Linked DNA regions of Mus musculus: region 1 is linked to region 2. A link is a contact called in public HiChIP or PLAC-seq data. All regions are on one chromosome and are shown on one strand. Each heading gives the region's core, a stretch centred on a gene start, on an enhancer-like site or on the middle of the called end of the contact. The rest is flanking DNA. Distances are from core to core; before and after follow the strand shown.

What was found. HiChIP or PLAC-seq counts read pairs in DNA pulled down with a chosen protein or histone mark.
Region 1: an H3K4me3 HiChIP or PLAC-seq map of bone marrow-derived macrophages shows a contact between it and region 2, with 4 times the contacts expected there. The contact joins two enhancer-like sites. A contact is called at or near these places in 1 of 39 promoter capture datasets (hippocampal neurons), 1 of 115 datasets of contacts at active chromatin or transcription factors (bone marrow-derived macrophages) and 1 of 9 other capture datasets (liver).

Annotation. Positions count from the first base shown.
Region 1 is chr10:14,471,594-14,478,364 of GRCm38.p6, reverse strand. All of the region lies in intron 2 of Adgrg6 (adhesion G protein-coupled receptor G6), which reads left to right. Among named protein-coding and RNA genes, the nearest start is that of Adgrg6, 70 kb to the left of the region's middle. Within about 2 kb of position 2,549, at least 26 of the 459 cell types and tissues checked have an H3K27ac peak or open chromatin away from gene starts, as enhancers often do. A contact at or near this core is called in bone marrow-derived macrophages, where this site is marked.
Region 2 is chr10:13,555,028-13,561,860 of GRCm38.p6, reverse strand. It overlaps Adat2 (adenosine deaminase, tRNA-specific 2), which reads right to left. Exons shown (of 6, transcript NM_025748.4): 2 at 4,905-5,009; 3 at 1,597-1,747; 4 at 51-157. Among named protein-coding and RNA genes, the nearest start is that of Pex3, 5.3 kb to the right of the region's middle. Within about 2 kb of position 1,395, at least 24 of the 459 cell types and tissues checked have an H3K27ac peak or open chromatin away from gene starts, as enhancers often do. A contact at or near this core is called in bone marrow-derived macrophages, where this site is marked.

The DNA of each region.
Region 1 (6,771 bases), core at 1,300-3,799, 920 kb before region 2:
TGTCCTCTGCTATTTGCTTCTCTCTTAGACATATTTCCTTCCTTCTGTCCTTAATCCCCTTCTCGCCTTTCATCTCTCGCTTTTTTCTCTCTGTTTCTCTTCTTAGTCATCTTTTGCAGTTTTTTTGTTTTGTTTTTGTTTTTGTTTTTGTTTTTGTTTTGTTTCTCTGCAACACTCGGAATTGACTTTAGGGCCTTACAAGTGCTCGGGAAATGGTCTGCTGCCCCTGGTCTACACCACAACCTGTTTTTTTTTTTTCCTGCATGCTTCTCTGTGTACCATGTGTGTGCAGGGCCTACAGTAGCCAGACACTGGAGTTACAGATCATTGTAAGCCACCATGCAGATATGGGAATTGAACCAAGGCCCTCTGGAAGAGCAACGAGTGCTCATAATTGCTGAGCCATCTCTTCAGCCCCCTGATCATGGCACTGTCTCTACAAAATTTATACATAGTCTATTGTACTCAGCTATTTGTTCTGCTACAGTTTCTGTTTCTATCATCTATCTATCTATCTATCTATCTATCTATCTATCTATCTATCTATCTATCTGCATTTCTAATAATTTGTATATCCCATACAGTCAGGGATGCTATCTTTTTTTTTAAAAACAAACTGTTCCCTTTTTAAAATATTCATTATTTATTTTATGTATGTGAGTACACTGTCAGTGTCTTCAGACACATCAGAAGAGGGCATCAGATCCCATTACAGATGGTTGTGAGCCACCATGTGGTTGCACTCAGGACCTGAATTGAACTCAGGACCCCTGGAAGAGCTTTTAACCTCTGAGCCATCTCTCCAGCCCCTGCTGTCTTATACAATATTTTATTTTTAGAACCTGGGACTGTGCAGACACACAGAAGTTTCAGAAGTCTTTATTGAGTGAGTGGGTGGATGTAGTGGATTGGAAGTATGAACAGGGCAGAAAAGAAGTGCTGTGTATGGTATTCACTTGTCACTTAGAGATGATAATACTTTAAAACTTACACTTGAATTTTGATAGGCCTTTCTGGTACTGATATGTAAGATGGCTTGGAGGTGGCAAGGGTATTGGATAACTGTGAGGCCACATGCTGAACTTATTCCTGGAGAGAAAAGAGAAGAAACTTATAATGGAAGGAAATTAGATGAAGGGGTGGATTTGATATACATAAATAGAACAAATGATGAGATTTTTGAAACCTTGGAGAAGAAAGAAAGAAGAGATACACAGAGTCTTAGCCCGTATCTAATATCTTTCATGCTATGAACACTATCAGAGAGGATGTGGACCATTGTGGAATGGTGTTTGGATTGTTGGGCCTGAGGGATATCCAAGGAAAAGTATCTAGCCGACATCTGCAAGCAAGAATGAGTATGTATGCTGCTAGCATCTGAACACTGAGGAAGCCTTGACTCAGAATTGGTCATCTAGGGAGAATGAGTACAGAGGGGCGTGCTCATTGGGATGTTGGCTGCAGACACATTTGGCTGCAATGGCATCGAATGTCTGCAACTAAAGTGTATCTACCTCTCACATCCACACTACTGTCATCTGTTCTTCCTATATCTGTGCCCACATCCCCTCCCTCATCCCCACCCCCTCTCCTTTCTTTACCCATCAGCTTCATTCTCTAACAAAGTGAATGTCCTGTGTCTCTATCTCGCTTTCCTCAGAAAGAAAATCCAACTGAGGAAGTCTGTGATTTGGTTCCCAGCAGGTCAGGGTCCACCCCTGGAGGCAAGCTGTACAAATACCATCATTAGTGTTGCAGAGGAAACAGACACTTTCAAGAGAAGCTTTGTGCCTGGAGAATGTCATCAACTGTGGTACAAGGGGTGGAGCTCTGTCCTGGAGGGAAGGAAACAAGCCATAGACTTAGCTGGATCAGCTAGTATCTTTCTTTCCAGAATTTGAAGCTAGAGGTACAGGTCATTCATTCAAGAGTCTGATGAGATATGTCTTGGTGGACTTAACTGTAGATATTCCCCACATTAGTGAGAAGAGCTGTTGTTTAGTCCGTGGTAAGACCTTATGTCTACTTTCACTGTGCAGTGCTAGGTGTTTTCTTTTTCTGTTGGTTTCTTTTTCAATTACACTTTTGAAATTATAATATAACCACGACATTTCCCCCTTCCCATTCCTCCCTCAAACCTTCCCATATGCCTGTTTGCACTTTCCTTCAAATTTATACTTCTTTTTAGCTTTTTTATTATTACATGCATACATGCATATACATATATGTAAAATATATACATACAAATATATTTTTCCACTGTCTCTTCTGCAATATCCTCTGAGCTTTACATGTATTTTATAGATTTCTTTTGTTTCCAGAGGAAGTATGGCTTGTGCTATTATTTAAAGGAACACATCTTCGAATTGCTTGAAAATCTTAACCTGAAAGTTTTGTTTAGGCCAGAGATGATGCTACCTCTGATGGCCTGAGGACCACAATATGGTAAGGCAGTAAAATGAAGCATAGTAGGGAAGTCTGAGGAAGTAGGACAAGATGGTAGAAGTGAAACTCGAGCAGCCTGGTAAGGATGCTCTTGGAGGCATCCATATTATAAAGCATGTGAGAAGCCTCAGTCTGAATAATTGTCATGAGTCAACACATCCTCTTCAGTAATATGTTAGCAGTGGATGTGTTAGATGGTAAGAAAGTCCTTGACTTGATTAATCTAGAGTTGTGCATTTGTAGCCTATGAATATGAACAAGGAAAAAAACATACCTAGTGCTAAGCAGTAGATTAAGTAATATAGCATGCAGTTCATGTTGTTTCAAGTTATCTATTTCATGAGAGACAGGAAAGGCTCACCCACTGCTTGAAGGAGAAGGGTTTCCCATGAAAAATGAACATGAGTGTGCTTGTGTATATAGTGTCTAATCCTCTTTCAAGGGATCGAAAGTACCTCTCCAGAGCAAGCATGCCAGTGGGGCTTAGAACCGTTCACTTGCTTAATGAAGTATTATCCCTTGCAGTTGAGTATGGAATGTTCTCTTGACGTGATGATCAAGGAAAGACAGGGTTGGCAGTTGAAACATGAATGGTATTACAGAAGAGCAAGCTGTGTTTGCGGTTGGGATGCATGGGCATACGTTGAGAGACTGAGAACGTTATCAACCTGAAGGCAGCCCATTAGCATCTTTCGGTTCCCTATCTTGTTAGGTTTCTCCTTGTGTCAGACCTAACTGGGCCGATCCAAATAAATAATTTCCTTTTGAACTCATGCCAAAGTCATCGTGACAACTTCCTCTGAATGCTGCTTCCAAAAAGATTTGGAGATTGAATAATCACAAGAGGAAATGAAACAGTCATCTGGTTAACTTTGGAGGGACTGGTGGTGAGGACTGATGTCGTAAGGCTGTGGGAGTGAAGTGGGAAATGAGAATGGCCACTGTCAGCCTGTGGTGCCAGAGGCCTTCCCTGATATGGAAAGGCTCTCTCTGAAAGCAGAGCTTAAGGAGAATGGGGAGATGGGGCTGTGTCCCTCGCCATGTCTGTCTGTCACATTAACACAGAGATGTCACAGCCAGATTGCCTTTTAGATTCCTTCCCAGCCTGAAAATGTGCAAGGTCATCAGAAATGGGCTAAATACATGTTCTGATGAAGTTGCCCATTCTGGATGTCATCAGCCACACAGGTCATGTCAGCATCTGACATGTTATTTACATTTCATTGATGTTACTTCCATCTGGCAGCTGTTGCCTTGAGCTGCAGGAACAAGTGACTCTCCTGACCCTTTAGTGATGACACTGGCCCCAGAATTCTCAGCTGTTGACTTTAGGGCTAATTTTTAGAAACTATCAGAGCTACTAGATATTTTAAACTTTCAAAACATCAAATGAGCTCTGAACTCCTTACAGCCTGACATATCACCATATATATTGCAGACAACTGAAAGTAATGAATGAAACATGTAACCCAAGTTACATCTTTCTGGAGGTGGATTTTACCAGCTACCTTCTCAAGTTGCTCGCTACAGCTATCCAAGAACTCAAATAAAAATATTTAAGTGTATTCCTTCTGTTTGCTTTGTTGTTGCTGCTGCTTTTGAAATACGGTCTCATGGAGCATTCGTGGGTTTAGAACTTTCTACATAGCTAAGGCTGGCTTAGAACTTTTGATTCTTCTGCTTTTTGCTCTCAAATGCCAGGGTTACACTTGTATCTGACACTTGGGTTTTGTTGCCCATTTAGCACAGTATAGAAAAAAAAATAGATCTTTAAAAAATCAGCTACAAATGATTTCTTATTTGCTTTATTTAGCAATTGGGCATCCAAAGTTCCCATCTGGGAAACCTTTAAAGGATATGCACTCCGGATTTCAGAGTGTAAGAATCAAAATTTCTCAAATTAAAAAGAAAATTAAACCATTGGCGTAATGTTCAGGTACTGGGGAGATGGGTAAGAGCAACTGATGCTCTTGCAGAGGCCAGGGTTGTATTCCCAGCATCCATATAGTTGTTCACAGCCATCCCTAACTGCAGTTCCTGGGGATCCAACACTCTCATCTGTTTTCCACAGGCACCAGACACATACACGGTGCACGTAAACACATGCAGCAAAGCGTTCACACACAAGACAATACGAATAAATTTAATTTAAAAAAATTAAAGGCATCAAGTCTAGATGCAAGTGCTATTTGAAGAAAGCTTTGACATACAGGTTTCCTGGAGTTTATTTAAGATTAACTGAAAAATAGGCCTTTGTAAGGTACAAACAAGCTAGAGCTAGACATTTATTTACACACACACACACACACACACGCACACACTAGCTAAGTTTGAGCTTCGGTTTGTTACTATTTACATTACCTGAAAACGTTTTCTGGTGCTAAGTGGAGCTGAGAACACTTTACTGTATATATTTTTGAGAATGCAGTGAGTCAGAGACTTTTACTTGGGTAGATTTTAAGGAGACATAGTAACCATGATTTTACTGAAGCCCAACTTAATGCCTACTTCAGTGGCCAACTTTTTAAGAAGCCTTTTCTATAAGAGAGTAAATTTATTTCTTACATACGTATGTGTAGATGGTGTGTGTGTGTGTGTGTAATGTATGCTTGGGTATGCATATGTATGTAGGAGAGCACTCACTGGTGTATATGTTAAGGACAGAAGCTAATGTTGGCAGTTTCCCTCTATCAGCTTTCCAGTTTGTAATATCTTTCATGGAACCCAAATCTTGCCATTTTAGCTAGATTTACTTGCCAATGTGGCCCATGATTCACCTGTCTCTAGGCCCTGAGCTCTTGAGTCCCAGATATATGCCACTGTACCTAGATTTTACATGGATGCTAAGGATCTGAGCTTAGGTCTCCATGTTCAGAGAGCAATCACTTTATCCACTGAGCTATCTACCCAGCCACAAATCATTTTCTTCTTACTTATTTTAATTTTATTTTATTATTTTATTTTTACATCCCAACCACAATTTCCCTCTTCCCTCTCTTCTCATTCCCCCAATCTTCTCTTCCCCACCCTATTCACTTCTCCTCCATTTCTCTTCAGAAAAGGGCCAGCCTCCTTTGACAAATTCATTTCTTAACGGAATGGCTCATAGTATAGAAGCCAACTAACATTTGATTAGTCCATAGTCAAATGCATACCAATAAAGTCAAATGCAACTTTCTAACATTTCAAATGAATTTCTGAAAACATACTCAATTTAGGCAATAGCACTACTTATTGGAACTTTCCCATTGATAGCTTCTCTCCTCATGGCCCTCTTTGCCCTGTGTCTTTCTATTGCCTGAATCTTTCTATTGAGTTTTTTTTTCCCATGAAAGACTCTAGGCTCACATTCAGAATAATTGGTAAATTTTGATTGTACTGCATATTAGCGCTGTAACTAAAGTTAAGCATGTTGGAGAATCTCTGTTAGTGATATTTGTTTTAGCCAAAGATGGAGGTGGGAGTAACTCCCACTGTTTTTATAATGCTGAGTGAGAAATATATAGCAAAGGCCATTTATAGTGAAGTAGTTTGTGACTTTAATGAATGCTTTGCTATCATTCCTGATGTGGCATTGCCTTCATTAAGATAATGGCTCTAGCACTCTGGAAATTCTATCTGGCCACTGTAGTTTGGTCATATGAAAGAATGCTTTAACATAATTTTAATTCCCTTTATTGCTTTCTTACTTGTCTCTTTTCCCAACAACTGCCTGAGGGATAAAGAATCTACAAGGTTGGTGCTCTTTTAACTCATTTAAATTACTGATGCACAGATTTTGTTCTGTAGTAAGGAGCAGAGATAGACAACACTTAAATATTAGCCCTGAATGTCTTGTACAAGTCTCAAGATGCTCCCATATTAACCCATGTCATCCTCCCAACAGCCTAGAAAGGGGTACAAGTTCCTTATTATCCCTGGTGCAAAGGAGGTAAAACTGAGGCACAAAACTTGGTTAAGGGCCAACAGGACATTTCAGTGCATAAAAGTGTTTGCTATGCAAGCCTGAGGACCTGAATTCAAGCCCCACATCACAGAGTGGAAGGGGAATAATGTGGTAAATGGATATAGAAAGTGCGGTGTATTACTTGTGTATTAGATATAGGGAAATGTAGTTCACCTTAGATAAACGATACCCCATCTGTATGCTCACATAGCATGAAATTGATGGGTTTGGTTTTGTTTGTTTAAAATCTTCCATTTTTCCTTTTCTTGTTTTAACTCTGGTGTCTCTTACTGTGTATAAATTATAGGCTAGGATGACTTCTTTCTCTTTTGAACTGAGGATTCAGGAAAAGAAAGGAAACTTATCTGAAAGTCTCAATC
Region 2 (6,833 bases), core at 146-2,645:
AGAAGGAACAGAGAGAGGAAGGGAAGGAAAACACAAGTAGACTGTATTACCTGAAACGGTCTTCCAGTATTGGGTAGGTCAGCAGAGGCAATGTTTAGGACGGAACCGCAACCACCAAACCGTTCGTTCTGACAGCCATAGACGACCAGCGGGATTTATAGTACAGAATTAAGGTCCTACACGGGATGTAAAGAACCACGGCAAGCGCAGGCTGAGATGAACTGCCTGGGAAAGCTCAGTCCAGACTTCAAAACAATTAACAAAACCCAGTTATGCAAAAGAATAGAAAGAGACTTTATCTATGTAGAAATTAAAAATCTAGCAGTCAGTTGGCTCAGCTGGTAAAAGCAGTTGCCATGCAACCATGACAACCTGAGCACGATGCCTGGGACCTCCTTAATGGTGGAGGGGGAGGACCTCAGGCTTGTCCTCTGAGTTCTGCATGAGCCACGGCATGCGCTTGCCATTATAACAATAGTAAAGAAATCAACCAACCAACCCTGGTAACTGCAAACAGAGCAGAGGCCGAGTGTTTCCGCTTCACATGCAAACCAATTCTCTGCTCTTTCCTCAACCAGACTTTCAGAACCATCGCAGAATTGGAAATTTAATTCAGGAGTTTTACCTTTGAAGATCCATAATTTAATCCCAGGATCCCACAGAAGGAGAGCACAGACTCCTGGCCATTGTCTTCTGATTGTCACACAAGTGTGGTGGCATGCCCATGCCCCTCACAATAAATAAATTTAATTAACATGTCAAACTTGGATAGAAACCTGGTGTGATGGCATGTGCCTGTAGTCCTAGCCCTCGGAGGATGGATCAGGGACGGCAGTCCAACCTCAACAATGGAAAGAAAAACTGAGAGAATACATGGCTACGTAGCTAGCCTGGTTGCCTAGCATGTGCGAGGCTCTTGGTGCTATGAAATACATACATACAAACATACAAACATACATACCAGTCTAGAGATGGACTGCACTCAGCATTTATATTGCGTGGTCTATGCGAATACAACCCAACTGAAGACTAACTAATTCCCACGCATATACAATGGTAGCATAGCGAGACATTTTTACTTCTTATTTACCTCGAACTTAATCTCTCTCTCCTTTTTTCTTGTACTTTGTGATAGGTATTCATGGCAAAAGTGGGTTAACTGAAAATATTTAAATTACACATAAGCTGTCATACAAGGCAAAGCATAGTCCTCAGAATGCCTCCTGTGCTCCACCTTAATTTGGATTTATCCTGACAAAAGAGCTTTTCTTCCCTTTGCTTAAGTATTCAATTCTTTCATGGCTGTCGATACAGAGAAAGAACAGGTCACTCTGCTGTGTAGAAACTGGTTTTCCTGTTTCTGGCTAAATTGTAGAGTGTATTTCATAACGCTGTTTCCACACATTAAGGAACTGAAAGCTAAGGACGGCTATGGCTCAGGGACAGAGCAGATGCAGCAAGTACAAGAGCCTGGCTTCCATTCTCAACGTTGAAAAGAAAAACAAGCACTAAAAAGAAAGAACAATGGGTCGTGAATCTGGCCATGTTGTGCTCACAGGCAAGGTAAAGGCAGGAAGTCTAGAAGCCAAAGGATACTCATAAGGCGCAGGGCGGCAGCACACATGATGCACGGCTCCACAGTGACGTACAACACGGTGTGCTCGAATACAGTGGAAGGGCTCTGTCCATGCTGATGACACCAGTCTAGGACCTGATCAATGGCCACCATTTCAGCATGCCGAGTAGCCTTGAGAGAGAGAGAGAGGGGGGGGGGAGAGAGAGAGAGTTGTATTGACATTGTTTGTTTCGTACAGCTGGTGTCTTTAAAATATGCAAAATGTCAATTCAAAAGGCATTCCTACCATTTCTGACTGTATTAGAACATGGGTTTCAGGATGCCCTTAGCAGTTCCCCAGTGCAAATATCATAAACTCACCAACAGGGATGTCTAATCCACTGTACTACACAAACCTTGCTATATTTTTAGTGAAATTCTTGTGTACCTTGGGAAAATTTGTTTTTCATTAAATTATTACAGAGGAGATAAGTCTCAAAAAAAAGACCTACCATTTCTGAATATTTTAATGGAAGATTTCAAATTTCATAAGCTTATGCTCTAGTTTCAAATATATCTTCAACTGACCTCACTCTAAAGCAAAGCCTTATTGAGTTTACCAGAATATTAGCATATTCACCTAACAGCACAACAAACTCTAGATAGGCACACACTTGAGGATTCCAGATACATCATGGCAGATGGTATTACAGGGAGAAATAAGCACCCAGCGTAAGGAATGAATTACACTGAAGTTTGAGTCCTGGCAGTGATGCAGTAGTCATGGATCTCAAGCAAACTCTGGATCCTCCATGTCTGAACTAGAGTTTACGGTTATCTTCTCCTCTACAGCTCCTGGAGCAATCTGAGCCACGCCAAGCATAACATAGCCTGATGCTATCCAGGTACTCTTCTTTCCTCTTACTAAAATGATTTTAATGCAGGGGTAGAGAGAAGGCACCAAGGTTAAGAGCATTTGCTGCTCTTGCAGAGGACCAGAGTTCAGTTTTGATCACCCATACTGGGCGGTCCACAAGTGCCTGAAGCGCCAGTGAACAGTTCCAGGAGCTCCAACATCCTTCTCTTGCCTCTGAAGGCATCTAGAGGCATGCAGTCACACACAGGCACACTCACGCATGCGCGTACGTGCACATAATTTTCTACCTTGGATGTGAGATTCTTAAGACACAGGATGTTTTAGGTTGACATGAAATGCTCCATCTTGCAGAAAAGTTCTTTAAACTCAGGAAGTAAACAACTCAAAGGCTTCAGGAAGTCCCTGAAAATAACTGGATATACTAGGTGTCCCCCCCATCCTCAAGTGCATATAAGCAGTAAGACTGGTAAAAGACACGCTTACATCAGCCATTCTGCTTGGACGAGGCTCAGAACACCTAAGGTATTTGAAAGAAATGTTCTCCAACTTGCTAAGCTGCCTGAAAATTGTACAATGGGCTTCAGGCTTCCAGATTCTATTCTGGGGCAAGCTTTCCTCTTAGTAACTCAAATAATGCTAACTGGTCCACCAAGCTGGGCTTCATTGATACCGTTATTTTGCTCTGCTGCTTCCTTATCTGAGGCGAATAGGCATTTGTTCACACCTCCCCAGAATAGTGTCACACAACACATATACACACTAAACAAACAAACAAACCTTTACAATAACTGAATTCCTAAACATGTGTAATATACCAACAATGAAGTCAATAAGATATAGACAAATTAAATATATAACAAGCAATAAAATTGAAATAGTAATCAAAAGTATCCCACAAAGAAAAGCCCAGGAATGGGTGGATTCGTGGCCAAATCCAACCCAACTTTTGAGGAAGACCTAATGCCAATATTCCTTAAACTGTTGCACAAAATGAAAAGGGAAAGAACATTACTAAACTCCTCCTCCAATGCAAACCACGTGAGGGCACAGCAAAGAGAGAAAAGCATAGAGCATCTTTCTTGATGAATATAGATCCAAAATTTCTCAATATTCTGACAAACCTAATGCAAGAATTAGTAGCTCACACATCAATCAAGATGGTTTCATTCTACAACTGCAAGGTTGGCTTGACATATACAAATCAATAGATGCAATATACAATATACAATATGCAATAAATAACGTCAAAGACGTGAATAACACAATCATCTCAGTAGATACAGAAAAGGCATATAGATCAGTGAATATGGCAGCAAAACAGATATAAAGATCAGTGAGAGAGAATAGAGCACCCAAAATAAATCCACATAGCTATAAGCACCTGATATTTGATAAGCATAAAAAAACGTATATTGGAAAAAAGACAGCCTCTTCAAAAAATGGTATGGAGGAAAATGAATATCTACATTTATGAATAAAATTAAACACATTTCTCTAACCCTACACAAAAATCAATGCCAAATGGATCAACGATATTAATATAAAATCTGAAATACTTTACTCCCTAGAAGAAAAGTTGGGAACCACTTCAAGAGACAGATATAGGCAAAAACTTTCTGAAAAAAAAAAAAAAAAAAAAAAAAAAAACCTCCAAATACACATGTAACTGACAACTTTAGGAGCTTCTGCACAGCATGGGAAACTATACACAGAATGAAGAGAGAGGCTACAGAATGGGAGAGAATCTTTGCAGCTACACCTTGCTTTGAAGAGAGACACCATGACAAAGGCAACTTATATAAGAAAGCATTTAACTGGGGGCTTACATAATAAAATTTCAAAGATGTAACCATTCTTAGCTTTTGGCTAAGATTACAAATGCAGAAATAGAAAATTTATCTACTACAGTTTTATAGTTTCATTTAACTTTTCTGAAAATTTGATATCTAAAACAAAACAAAAATTGAGTCACTGTTACAATCATGAAAAGAAAAATCATTTACAAAGGAAGAAAAAGGATGTCTTGAGAAGAGACCACTCAGTATGTAAGAAGCTTGCAGGCAAAGAATGAGAATCTGAATTCAGACTAACCAGATACATGTAAACAACCAGACACAGCCACATATTCCCATAGACAACCCCAGTACAGGAAACAGCAAAGAGAAAGATCCTAGGGTTCCCTGGCAGCTAGCCGGGCTGAACTGATGAGGTCCAGGTGCAGAGAGAGGTACTGTCTCAAAATACAGTGCAAAGGGATGGAGGAAGACATTTTGACCTCAACCTGCGACCTCCACAGGTATGCATGCACTTCCACTAACACACACACACACACACACACACACACACACACACACACACAGTCTAAGCAGGGGGCAGGGCAGGGAACTGCCCCACAGGACACATTGGTTCTTATCTTGCCAATGGTCCCACCATAGTCATTGTATTTGTGTGTGTTCTCAGTGCTCCACTCACGTTTTTTGTCTGATTCACTTCATTTCTTCCCTTCCCCACAACTTCATTGTTATAGACCATAAGGCAGCCAACAGGAACTTCAATATTTTCCAAAGCTTCTTTGGCCTGAAACACAAAGTGGGAAATCTGAGAGATGATGTTCAGTGCTCAGAAAACTACAGATAAAAACAGATGCAGTGGGAACTGGGGTGTGGATAATGAACTAGGCAGAGAGACATGGCTGTGTTTTCTCCAGCTCAAAGCTCACCAGCTCAAAGCTCACCAGTCTCTGGGCTATACTGTGCTGTGTTCTCTGCTGGGTGTCTGTGTTAAGGAGAACTCAGGGATGTCTCCCTTACCAGGTCCTGTGCCTCATTTTCTCTCACTGAAAGCCCATGTAATCAATGGCTTTTGACCAGTGTTCTTAAATTACCAAGGCTGCCCCTTCTCAGAGATGATACACATATCTACAAAGAGGTTGGGGAATGTATAACATATAAATATTTGGCTATAATACTTTCCCTTGGTAAAATTCTACTTGGTTATTATTATTATTATTATTATTATTATTATTATTATTTATCTTCTCTAAGATTATAGCTATGATCCCATGGAGTACTGATACCATAAAAATTATCAGATTGGATGTCACTCTTTCCCACAACTTCTAAGAGACACATGAAAGTTTAGGGATACCTTATGTAAAAATGGCACAAACTTGGAAAGTATATTGGAAATTTAAAAAATATATTCATAAAAGTCTATGATCCATGTTGCACACCCGCACACACACACACAGAGAGTAAGCTGATGAAACTTTAATAAGTTCTTCAGAGTATACCAGTGAGATTTCCCTGGCTCTGATAGCAGAGTAACAGTTGTTATACGGAAGAACACTGAATGGCTGGGTCTTCTCTGTGTACACTTTTTGCAGTTTCCTGTGGCTTAAAATTATTTTAAAGAGAAAAGTTAATAACTAAGCTAAAGAAGGATGTAGCGGGCCTATGGAGGGAGAAAGTAAAGCAGGTCTGTTGACTGTTATACAAGACCCTAGGAAAATACAGGTCAAAAAGAAAGGGCTTGTCAGTTGTGTCAAGGCGGCAATAAAGGTAATTTTAGGTGGAATGGTGGAAATGAAAAGCATTGGCTTGAAGAAATGACTTCCTTTGGGTCAGATTCTCAGCTTTTGACTGTACCTCTCCCAACAGACCTCTTAAAAGGTAATGCTATGTCAAGATGAGATGGTTGAAAAAAATCTAAGTAGATAAGTTGTTGGAGTGTTTTTTATTTTTATAAAATTTTTATAAAATATTAAGCACTTTGTAACTATAAATTCATTCTGTTTATAATCCTAATGTGATAGGAATACTGAGCTCCATTGTGTAGGTAAGGAAACCGAGGCACAGAGAGGTCAATTAACTTAGCCATTTAAGACATTTGGAATGAAAATCTAGGGAGTTTGATTTTCCTCATTATTCCATTAATAATTGGAGCAAATCTTAGTGTCTGGTGCTGGGTTCTCTGCATTGCTCTCCCTCCGAAGCCTCCTTAGTAACCAGTGCGACCTCAGTGATTAGATCCTTCATCTGGTTTATGGTTTAGAGTGGTTTGAGCGACAAGAGGAGAGGGAGGAGTTAGTAAGGGAGAGACACGTGACAAGGCTTTCGGTAAGACTGCACCCTGGAGCACAGGATACGGTAATGTGAGCCGCTTCAGACATGTAGAAGAGAATCGAAGACTGGGCTAGTGAGATGGCTGGGCCAGTAAGATGGCGCAGCAGGATTCACTGTGAAAGCATGATGATGAGTTCCATCCGCAGAACCTACAGTGGAAGGAGAAAAAATGGAAGGAGAAAAATTTCTCTCCTCCCAAAAGTTGTCCTGGAATCTTCACACACATTCGAGCACACACACACAGATACATACACACACATGTGCACCTGCTCCACAC